2 separate regions of the Sus scrofa genome follow, and region 2 is linked to region 1. A link is a contact called in public Hi-C data. All regions are on one chromosome and are shown on one strand. The core of a region is the stretch at or near the end of the contact, and the rest is flanking DNA. Distances in the headings are between cores, read along the strand shown. Region 1 has its middle 18 kb from the start of SIRPA. Region 2 has its middle 75 kb from the start of SIRPA.

Region 1 (5,366 bases), core at 279-2,778:
AAGGACCGAACAGCCATCCTGACAGGGGACACCTCCAACTTTGCTCTCTAGAAGATTCTCCCGGGGAATCACCTAAATTCAGGTTCCCGGCCCCACCCAGAGATATTGATCCTGTGTGTCCAGGGTAAGGCAGGGAACCTACCCTTTAAGCAGCATCCTCTCCCCCCACCTCCCGGGAGAGACAGGCTGGCGCTTGGGCTTTATTCCGAGAAGCACTGCAATTGCCCTCAGTTTCCTCACCTGTAAAATCAGAGTAAACAGAACCCCCCTCGCACGATTATTAAGATGCCATGAAACGATTTGTCTGGAAAGCAGCGCATGCCTCTTCATTTTTTTGCTGTCTGGGCTCTTATATGATTTCTTTTGTCTCTGTCTTTCCCATTTTCTGTTTCTGGTTTTTCCATTTATCTTTCTCTCTCCGCTCTCCCCACCCTCTCAACCTCAAAGAGAACTCGAGTCCAGAGCCAAAATGGAAGAACTGAAAAAGAGTGGCCCTCCTGTAAGGGCCAGGGGCCCCACCACTGTCCAAACAGCCTGTCAGCTTCTCCCCGCCCGGCCCCGCGGCTGCCCCCCAAAACAGAGCATGTCCCGCCCCTGCAGCCCCCACAGCAGCGAAGCCCAGGGAAGATGGGGGAGCCTTTGTGCGGAATGGCCCGGCTGCTATGGAAACCAGCGCTTAGGAACCGCTCAGAGCTGATCCATTCGGGGAGCAGCCTGGCCTTGGGGGAGGGGGAGAGGCCAAACTGCGGCCCGGACTTTGCCCTCCCATTACTGGCCCTGTGACGCTGGGCAAGTCACTTAACCTCTCTGAGCCCTCGCTCCCTCCCCAGCCTGGGAGCAGCAGGCCCCATTAGCGGCGGGTAATGACGGGCCTGCAATGACTGAACGCCGCTGCGGCTTTCAAGCCTGAAGACACGCCAAATTGCCGTTTGCTTTCATTACTGCGAGCTCGAAATATTCTAGTGCCAGCTTGCTGTGCGACCTCGTGCCACCCGAGGGCTACCAAACGATTTCCATGATAGAATTCCGTCTCGCAGAGGCGTGGTGTCCTCTCTGAGTCACCCTGGCACACACATGGGCACACCCACCAGCCACCAAGCTAAGCGCCCACCCCCCCAAGTGGCCCCAGTTGAGAAACCCTTGCCTCTCCTCAGAGTTCCCCTTCAAGTAAGGGAAGGAGAAGTGAGGGGGGTTCTGTGCAATGACTCTGTCCTCACTGCCCCACGCATGGCACAGCCGGGGGCCCTTGTCTGAGGGCGAGTTCCCCTTCTCCCTGCCTCCCCAGCACCTGGGCTCCCTAGGCCTCGAGCCCTGAGTCTGGGCTCATCGGCCTGATCTTTGAGGCCCCCAGCACTGACCTGAAAGCCTCCCCAGTCCCCTTGCCCCGTGCCACCACCCCTCCACGTGGCCCCCACGAGGGGGAGAAGAGCCTGCCACCCACACCCACCCCCCCAGGCCCCATGCTGAGGAGCCTTGAGGCCAGGGCTTTTCCTGTCTGTGCCTGAGCTTCCTCATACACAGTGCACACTACCCAGGGGCAGGGCCAGCACTGGTCCCACGGACATCTGGCTGTGCCCTGAGCAGGCCGCCTTGCTTTGGCCCATGCAGTTCTCTCTCCCTGAACTTCGTTCCCACGCACCCCTCCAGACCTCTCCAGGATCCTCTGCAAGCCACGCTTCCTCACTCACCTACCTAGTTTTCCAGAAAACACTATGACTTGCCCAAGATCACACAAGAAGCGTGTGGCTGAAGAGCCTCTGTTAGATCCCAGACCTCAGGGGGCCACTGCGTCCAGCTGCTCCAAAGAGCATCCGTGCATTCACTTAGCCAGCCAGGCGTCTGTTTGTTTGTTTTCCCAGCAAACATTTATTACGCCCCAGGCAGGCTGCTCAGTGCTGGGGACCCAGCCATGAACAAGGCCAGCAGAGACAGCGTGCAGCCCAGAGAAGCAGACAGATGCTAAACAAGTAATTACAAGTGTGATGGATGCCGCAACAGAAAAGCAGGGAGAGCCCTGGGAGGGGCCGGGAGGGGGCTGCCCATGTCTCCCCTTTTCACAAGGTTTTACCCCTGGAGTGTGGTCCCCCAGCTCCCTGCATCTGCACCTCTCAGAAGCCTGTTTCAGGCCAGCACCCCTGGGGAGAGATGCTTCCTTCTGAACGCATGCCCAGGGAGGGTCCCTCTGAGATGTAAGGACCACAGCTTCGGGGGCCTACAGAGAGTGGGGGGGTCCAGGTTTCCTCATCGCCTACCACAGCCTGAGCTCATCTGCCTCTTACCTTCTTAGCTTCCGTTTACAGATAAGAAAGCCAAGGCCCAGAAGAGCTGAGTGACGAGTGAGGGCAGCCGGAGGATAACGACCAGGCCTGCAGACCCTCGCTCTCCAGGAAGGCCCTCAGAGATGGTCCTGCCCCCGGGGTCCAGCATGCAGCCCCACTGATTTTGGAAGAGAAAATGACCCACCCCCAATGAGCCCCAGTGAGCCCCAGGTTACTGATTCTAAGGCACCACCTGTGCTTCACAATCAAGCATCTTCGTAACACAGAGAATAAGAGGCTCTGGCATCAGAAGGAATGGGTGTCAGACCACGTGCCTCTGGTCACCAGTGGTGTGGCTTCAGGCAAGTTGCCTAACCTGCCTGAGCTCAGTTTCCCCGTCTGTAGGATGGAGGTGATGACGGTGGATGTGAGGAGGTTCACCTCTTCGGACTCCTCGTCTTCCCCCTCCCTCTCCATCGCTGCACCCTTTAGGCGCTTCTCGAATGTGCAGGTCCTCTCCCTGCTCAGCAGCGCTGCCCATGCAGTTCCCTCCGCCTGAACACTCTTCCTCCAGATATTCACACCTCTCTCTCTCCACGGCACCCTTTGGGTGTCTGTGCAAACGTCATCGTTTCAGAGAGCCACGCATCAGTCCAGCAAAAACAGCCCCTGTATCATCACCTGAGTCCCTTCATGCCACTTTATTTTTCTCCCTTGTGCTCTCTCCAGCTTTCACATCTCCCAGCATGAGAACATAGGCTGCACAGAGACAGAGACTTTATTTTGTTCCCTTGCTGTCTCCCCAGCCAAGGCACTTGACGAGGGCCACCCAAGCACACGGTCTCGAGCTTCTCCGTGGCCTGTGCGGTCCCCAGCAGCCCTGCAAAGAGCAAGGCCCAGGCAGAGCATGTCTGCTGCTTTGCAAACCTGCTCAGGCCTCCTCCTTGAGCAGAGCTAAGACTCTGGAGACAGGAGCAAAGCCCTGCGCCCGCCCTCCCCCCCGAGCACCCTGGAACCGGCAGGCAGTGGAAAACCAGGCCCCGGCTTGGCAGGGGCTTGGAAGAGGCTCGGTGCCGAGGGGCAAGGCCCTGCCAGCTTCACTCCCCCAAACAGCGACCGATTGTCCCAGCACCTCCCCAGTCCCCCGAAGACCTCCCAGTGGTCACATTCTCACAAGGACACCCACTCTCAAAGCGGCCCAGCAGCCTGGCTGCTTCCGGCCACGGCAGGGCATGGGGGGTCCAGCCCTCGCAGGAGATCCTGGGACTTCCGGGCCCACCGGGAACTCACAGCCTGGTGCTTGGCGGAGAGCAGGCGAGGACAGATCCCCGGGGGCCGCCTGTCCTCTTGGCATTTGTATGCAGGTGCAGGCCCCGGACATGAGCTGGAATCCATCACCAGAAAATAAAACACTCAGGGAGAGCAGGGCTCAGAAGACAAACGGCTGCAGGACGAAGGTGACGCCCACCCTGGCTTGCTGAGTGCTCACTTTGCCTCCCTCTCGGCATCTCTGGATGGAAAAGCACCCGGTCCTCACGCCAGGGAGGTGGGATCCCCACTTCCCCAAGAGTGGAAAGGGGCACAACGAAGCCAGGATTAGAACCCAGGCCCCCTGGCTCAGAGGCAGGATTAGAACCCAGGCCCAGAAAAGGAAGCCAGGATTAGAACCCAGGCCCCCTGGCTCAGAGGCAGGCCTTTGATAGCTCTGTCGCCTCCCAAACCTTCCTTTCTGGTGCAGCAGATGGGGGTGAGGAGGGGCTGGTCACAGGAGTCCTGTTTCCATGGCAAAGCCCTCCTTTCTCGCTCTGCAGAGCAGTGGTCTGAGTCTGGCCTCAGACCACCTCCATCAGAATGGGATACAGGAACGTGCTCAAAACCTCATTCCCACGCCCACCCCAAACCTGCTGGGCTGACCAGTCTGCCTTTCTCACACGATCCTAATTGATTCCGATGCTCATCTGAGTTTGAGAATTGGTTTAGAGACAATTCTGACCTTGGCAGAACTAGCTTTGTATTTGGTAGGTGAACAGGCCTTTAGAAGAACAGCTATGGGATCTGGAGGTGATTGTAAGAATCTCTGTTTACTGAACATTCACTATGTGCTAGATAATTTTCTAAGTGCTTTATGTACATTTCATCCTCAAAACAACCCCATAGAGGGGAAAATATGATTATGTTGCCCATTTTACAGATGAGAAAGTGGAGGTACAGGGAACTTAAATTCCTTTGTACAAGGTTGCACAGCTAGAAAGTGGCTGAGACAGGATTTGAACCCAGATCCACTCAGGTGGAAGCTCCAGAGCCTGCCCTCTTACTAATAAGCTAAAGTCAAGGTCCCATCTCCGACTGCCCACCCCCCCCCGACCCCGGCCCCCTCTTGCAGCTCAGGTCTGGTGGGAAAGGAAGAAGCATACACAGGTGGCCAACTTCATGCAGATGTCCACTACAGGAGGGGCAAGCATGGGCTGGGGAAGCGCAGGAAAGGGACCCCAACCCAGAAGGGGGAGCTTACTGGAAAATCCTCCTTAGAGGAGGCCCTTCAGCGTTGGGTTCTGACAGATGGGCAGGAGTTTGCCAGGCAGATGTGGTGAGAAGGAAGCTCTTACACAAAGACCAGGAAGCATACTCAGAGAAATGTCATGTGACAGCCACATGTGGCTGGGGGGAGCCCTTGATGGCGTAGAAAGGCCTTGAAGTCCTGGCTAAGGTGCTGGACTGCATTCCGAGGACAGCCAAGGCGCCCCTGAAGGGTGGAGGACACAGCCTTGCATTTGGAAAGCCCGGCCTATGGCGCAGAGAGGCTGGATTGAAGGCAGAGACACTCAAGATAGGAAGACCCTTAGCTCAGGGGGCAGTGGGGTTGAGCTGGGGCAGCAACAGTGAGGAGGGGCCAGATGGGCTGGCCGGAGTTGTGGGCGGGGAGACTCTGAAGGGGGAGGCGGGCAGGCCAAGGCGGTGGGGGGGGAGCAAAGGCAACAAGGAGGACAGACTGGGGGAGGCAGTGTGGTCATTTACAGGCACTTTGATTCTGAGGCCCCGGAGGGCACCAGGAGGGCACCCAGGAAGAAGGTGGGGGTACATGGGAGGGAGTCATCAGGGCGGGGGGGG
Region 2 (6,000 bases), core at 1,743-4,242, 56 kb before region 1:
TAGGGTCAGGTCACTTGCCACTATCATAAGATTTCTTGGGGGCTCTGCAGATTGGAGACTCTTCTCATTTGCTTTTCTTCTCTTGTTCTCTAAGTGAGAACCAGCAAATCAAATTCCCAGCCCACCCGGCAGCCTGCTCTCTGTCTCTGGTCCAAAGGCAACAGGAATGTCTGACCTGGGGCAGTGGCACCAAGGGACGGGGGTGTAGGATGAATGATGGCCATTCGATAACAAGGGCAGCCTCTTGAATTCCTTTCCTTTCTGCAGCCTCACAAATTAGATGCTCTAGAAAGGCTTTGCTCGTCGCCAAGATGCACCTCCATCTGGGGTGGAAGGCAACATCTGCTAGACAGCTGCATCTTGTTTAAGAGCTGGTACTTAATTAAATTGCTCAGCTCTAGTAGGGGCAGGCGGAGCTGAACAGTGAGGGGCAGGCCCCGTCACAAGCACAACTTCCGTCTGTCCCATGGTGTCCCTCTTCGTTGATCCCACCACCCTGGACATCTACACATTTCCAGGACATGCCATGCTCTCTCTGGCTACCTCCTTGCCTTTGCTCAGGTGTCCTCTTGTCTGAGGCACTCTCTTGCCCGTCCAGCTCCTCTGTGTCTTCCAGAAGGCCCGACTTCAATGCCTCCTGCATGAGACCTTTTCCAACTTCCCAGACTCAACACGTGTCCTTCTGTGAGTTTGCATTCTACTTGGTGCGTTCCTTGACTGGAGTGTTTACACTGTTACGTTGCAATGTCGTATGCCCCACCGTTCTTCTGAGCTCCTTGTGGTGGGGAACCATGTTTTTTTTGTTTGTTTTTAGTTCTGTTTTTTGATCATATCCGTGATATTAGAGAGTTCCCAGGCCAGGGATTGAACCCATGCCACAACAGTGACCCAAGTCACAGTAGTGACAATGCCAGTTCTTTAGCATTTTAGTGACAATGCTAAGCCACCAGGGAACTCCTTAAGAACCATGTTTAATTCATCTTTGTAATTTCAGCCTTCTGCCTGACTCCCCACAGACACTTAATATGTGTTTGGGTAATAAATGGATGAATGGATGGATGGATGGGTGGATGAAGGGATGATGCATGGAAGAGAGAGAAGAGAGAGGACTAGATGGATTTATTGCATCAAAATCCAAGCCACCATCATTTCTCCCTGGAGCAAATACCAGACTCCTATTGGTCTTCTAGTTTCTACTCTTGTCCCCAGTAGTACATTTAACTCAGCACTTAGGAATCTCTTAATTACACAATTGACATTATGTCACTCCTCTGTTTAAAACCTCCCAGGAACTTCCATGTAGGATCCAGCCTTTTGATCTCATCCCCTCATTTTTCTATGTTCCAACTGCTTTGGGAACCAGCCAAGCTCTCTCTCACCTCAGGACATTTGAATCTGCTATTCCCTCTGCCTCAATTCTCTTCCCTCTGCAGTGTGCAAACCTAGTATTCTCTTAGTCTTCAGATCCAACTATCATGCCACCCTCTCAGAGAGACCTTTCTTTTTTGTGTGTGTGTGTTTTGAGGCCCGCACCCGCGGCATATGGAGGTTCCCGGCTAGGGGTCGAATTAGAGCTGTAGCCGCCAGCCTACACCAGAGCCACAGCATTGCAGGATCCAGCCACATCTGCAACCTACACCACAGCTCACAGCAATGCCGGATCCCTTAACCCACTGAGCGAGGCCAGGGATTGAACCTGCAACCTCATGGTTCCTAGTCGGATTCGTTTCCGCTGTGCCATGACAGGAAATCGAGAGATCCTTCTTAATCTTCTAAGTTAACATAACCACCATCTTGATCCCCAAAGGCAAAAGGGCTTTGGCTGCTAAAATCCAGCCAGCTCCCCAGGGCAACAATCTCACCTGGACAGAGGTTCAGACCTCTCCCCGGGGGCACCCACAAGCCTCCCCTACCCCTGAGACCTTGCTCTTCCTCTTCATCAACTGAAGATCCTTCATGAATGGGCTTGTCTGTAACTGCTGCAATTAAACCATGGGAGCAACATTGGACCATTTGTTTACTATGGCACTTAGAGCTGGAATGGCTTGTTGTTTTGATGGTTTCTATTTTCAGCTCCGTTTCCTAGGGGTAGCGGGAGAGGGGAGGCAATGAATCCTGGTCTATTCAAGCAAAAAGATGCTTCAGTGAATCCTAGAATTTCAGAGTCACAAAATTCTAGACTCATTGTCATGGAATGTGAGAACAGTAAAAAATCTGTAATTTTAGTTATAGGTTCCTAGATTCATGGGATTCTAGAATCTTACACAACAAAAATTAGAATCTTGGTGTCAAACCACTCGTAGCCTTAGAGCGATGGAATCTTAAGAGATTTCTCACTTTGTTGAGTTCTCTGCTCCACTATTACCTCCTCAGAAGACCTTCTCCGATGACCTTCTCTGCAAGGTACCCCCCCACCACACCCACACTCTGTCACTCTCTATTGTTTCACTTTGCTTCCTTTTTCTTCCTAGCACTGATCACCACCTGACACCTGATACATCTCTCCACTTATTTGCTTATTGCCTGCCTCCCCCACACATTGGATTGAGGTCAGGAACTCTTGTTTTGTTCACTGCTTAGAAAGTACTTGGAACAATGCCTGGCGTGTAGTAAGGAATTAAAAAAAAAAAAAAAAAGTCCATTCATCCAACAAATATTTTTTGAGTACCCACTTCACATCGGCCCCTCGGAGATGATCTTGTCCCAGGGTAGGAGGTAGGTCTCACTGCTCAATTCCTGGGCTAACACCCAGGACAGTGTGTCGAAAAGAATTCTCAGGGCTCATCCAGGCTCAGGGGTGGGGATTGATTAGCAATGCCTGGCATGGACCCAGCCTTGGAGAGAGGCAGCCCTCTCTGCTCTGACCTCTAATGTTACACTTAACAAAACCGAGATCCAGAAAGGGAGGGGAATGCGCCAGCGTGGGCCAGCCTGGGGGTGCTGCAGCCAGGATCAGATGCACCACCGCTCTGTCTGTGCTCTTCGGGCTCATCTCACAGGGTTGCTGCCTGAGCCTGAGTCTCTCTCCCAAGGGCATGGGTTCAATGCCCTCCCCATCCCCACAACCTTTCGGCTTGCTCTCCTTCCGGGTCTTCCCAAGAAGAAGGGGCAGCTGGAGTCCCTGGCCCTGAACCCCAGCCTGGGAACCCAATTCTGGAATGCTGCCTGAATGCGCAAGCCAGTTATTTTTAAAAATCCGAAAAGAAAAGGAAGAAAGAGAAAACACGGCTTCAGTCTCTGTGCCAGCCCTGACTGAGAGAATAGAGACTTGAAAGGAACAAAGGGTTTCCTCAAACACGGCAGATCAAGGGCTTGGCTTATGTGGTAACCAGTAACCCACCACCGTGCTTTGTGACAGATCCTTCAGAAGGCAGAGGGCTCTGTTCCTGCTGCAGCTCTGGGGGCGGTAGGGAGGTACAGGGGACATCCTCAGCACCCCCACCCCCACTGCAGGTCAGGCTGCTTCCAATCACAGCCTTTGAGAACCCCTGAATGTTACAGCCTCAAAGGGCCTACAGGAGCCTGGCATCTGATACCTTCCTGATCAGACAGGCCAGCAGAAGCCCTGGAGGGCTCATTGTCACAGAGGGGGCCAGGGTACCTCTCTCCTGACCAGATTCCCTTTCAGGGGACTAGAAACCAGTTAAGTGCTCCTACCTTCCCCACCTCCCACATGCCCCCCTCCCTTGCCTCTTGCACACAGCATGGCTGCCTGAGAAAGCCTTCTCAGGAACTCTCCCAGCTACACAATTTCCTGTTCTTTTCCTCCCACAGATTTCCCCATTTGAGTGCCTATAAAGTACAAGTTTTACCCCCAGGTCTCCAAGATCTGTGCCTGTCAGTTCTGAGATCATGGAAGGATTGCACTTGAGCCCCGATGTCAACTAAGTCATGTAAGGTGGAACACAGACTATCCTCAGGCATTGTGTCAAGCCCCTTACAGGTGGTGCCCCATGAGGGTGGCACAACAGCCCTATGATGCAGGCGCCATTATCTCTGCTTTTCAAATGAGAAAACCAAGGCTCCAAAAATTGAAAAGTGTGCCTAACAGACACAGCAAAGGTTTGGCAGAGCTGATATTGGATCTACCTGTCTCCTAAGCCAGGCTCCTGTTCCCAGCCCTCCCCATGTAACACCAGCCATGGGACTAAGGAAGGCCCCAGAGGGGCCAGGCTGGGAATGAGGCATTCCCACCATCAGATGCCACCCTGCACATGAATCTTGCATTTGTCCCCAGCCCAAGCTGGCCTCCAGCCAGAGCATCGCTCGGCCCTTCCAGACCTTGTCATCCCCCCTGTGTTGCCCTCTCATGTGTCTCTGTCCCGTGGCTCTTCCCTACCCCACTGGTCAATCTGTGCCATCTCCATTCTGTGGGCCTTTTTGCGCATCGTTGTCCATCTCTGGCTCCCTGTTGACTCCTCCCAGTCTCTCTTTCCTGGGTCTTCCTTCCTCTTGTGCAGCGCGTGCTGCTCTCTTTCCAGATTCTCTGTCTCCTTTAATTCTTGGGCTCTAGCTCTGTGTCTCTCCCTCTCTTGCCCCAGCCCACCTCTCTCTGGGTTTTCCTGTCTCTCTCTTTCTTCCTAGCGCCGCTTCCATCTCTTGCTCTGTCTCTCTTCTCTCCCTCCCTCATGTCTCTCTCTGTCTCTGTACCTTTCATTCACTCCATCTCTCCCTCCCTCCTTCCGGTCCGGGTCTCTCTGTCTCCATCTCTGTAGCCATACCCACCTGTCCTCTCCCGCCCCTCCGGAGCCTGTTCCTTCCTTCTTCTATCCCCACATTGACACATAGCATTCCAGGGCATCCCAGCTTAGCTGTAGGGGGCTCAAGGAGGGATGGGTCGGGGGTGCTCCAAAAGGTGGGGGTGGGGGGATCGGGGGGGTTACGTTAAAGTGAACTGAGCCAGCCTCTTCCTTTTCTTCCTCAGAAACGACTGGTTGCTTTCCTGGGAGGCAGACAAGAAATCCCTGAATAGGGATTTAAAGCACTAAGCTCTGATTCCTTCTTTTTAATATTTATAAAGAGAGAAAGGGGATAATTTCGGGAAGATCATTTCAAGGCGAAAACCCACATATTTTCAATAGAATTATTCCAAAAGCCCCTTTCCGGCTCATTGGAGTGTATAATTTTGTAAGTTAAAGACACGAGGCCTGGTTTCCAAGTTCCCTAAAATGACGCAGCTAAGTGAAGGCCAGAAAGGAAGTCTAAGATGAGAAGGAGGAGCTGATGGTGACAGAGAGGAGACAAGCCTGTCTCAGGCCAGCCTGGGACCACACGTGGGCCAAGGGGGCAGCTGCAGCCAGTGCCCCTGCCAGACCCTCCTCTTCTCTGCCTGTGTCCCTCAATAGACCAGACAAGCGTGGGCATAACCATCATCAAATACCCATTCTCGATCCTGAGATCTCCAAGACCAGAACTGCAGAACCAACTGCCCCTGCAAAGGGGTCACAGGCTTTTCAAGCAAGATGTGTCCAGAGCTGCCACCACCACCATATTCCTCCCCAGACCTCTTCTCGCCTTGACTTTATCTCAACCATCCAGCTCTCTGAGCTGTCCATCTGGGAGTCTGCCTTGGGTCCTCCCTCTCCCCTGTCACTTCTGGTCAGCTGTCAACCTTGTTGGTGGTACACCTATTCCAGAATCTCCCTCGGTCCTCACTCCCATGGCCTAAGATGGGGCTTCAGCATCCCTGGCCTAGACCACGGCCATGGCTCTGGGCAGGGATCAGGGCCTCTGGTCTATGCATGGATCTTCCCAAAACTCGGCTCGTAGAATGATCTCCCTTCCTCAGAAACGGTCTCGTCTCCCATCACGTGCAGGATGAAGACCCAGTTTCTCTACCCTGGCATCTGGGATCCAGCCACAACCTAACAACTGTATTTCTTCATGCTCATCCTTCCATCACAAACCCTTCATCTGGCTAAATGAGCACTTTTTTTTTTTTTTTTTTTTTTTTTTTTTTTTTTCTTTTTTTGTCAGCTGTACCCCTACCAGAGCCACACC

Evidence for each region. A called contact is a pair of places that touch in the nucleus more often than the background predicts.
Region 2: a Hi-C map of brain shows a contact between it and region 1, with 3 times the contacts expected there. The contact joins two enhancer-like sites. A contact is called at or near these places in 10 of 47 Hi-C or Micro-C datasets (blood, brain, embryonic fibroblasts and 6 more) and 2 of 2 datasets of contacts at active chromatin or transcription factors (alveolar macrophages and skeletal muscle).

Annotation. Positions count from the first base shown.
Region 1 is chr17:33,626,138-33,631,503 of Sscrofa11.1, reverse strand. No RefSeq gene overlaps it. Among named protein-coding and RNA genes, the nearest start is that of SIRPA, 18 kb to the right of the region's middle. Within about 2 kb of position 1,528, at least 18 of the 83 cell types and tissues checked have an H3K27ac peak or open chromatin away from gene starts, as enhancers often do. A contact at or near this core is called in brain and retroperitoneal adipose tissue, where this site is marked.
Region 2 is chr17:33,682,948-33,688,947 of Sscrofa11.1, reverse strand. No RefSeq gene overlaps it. Among named protein-coding and RNA genes, the nearest start is that of SIRPA, 75 kb to the right of the region's middle. Within about 2 kb of position 2,992, at least 23 of the 83 cell types and tissues checked have an H3K27ac peak or open chromatin away from gene starts, as enhancers often do. A contact at or near this core is called in brain and retroperitoneal adipose tissue, where this site is marked.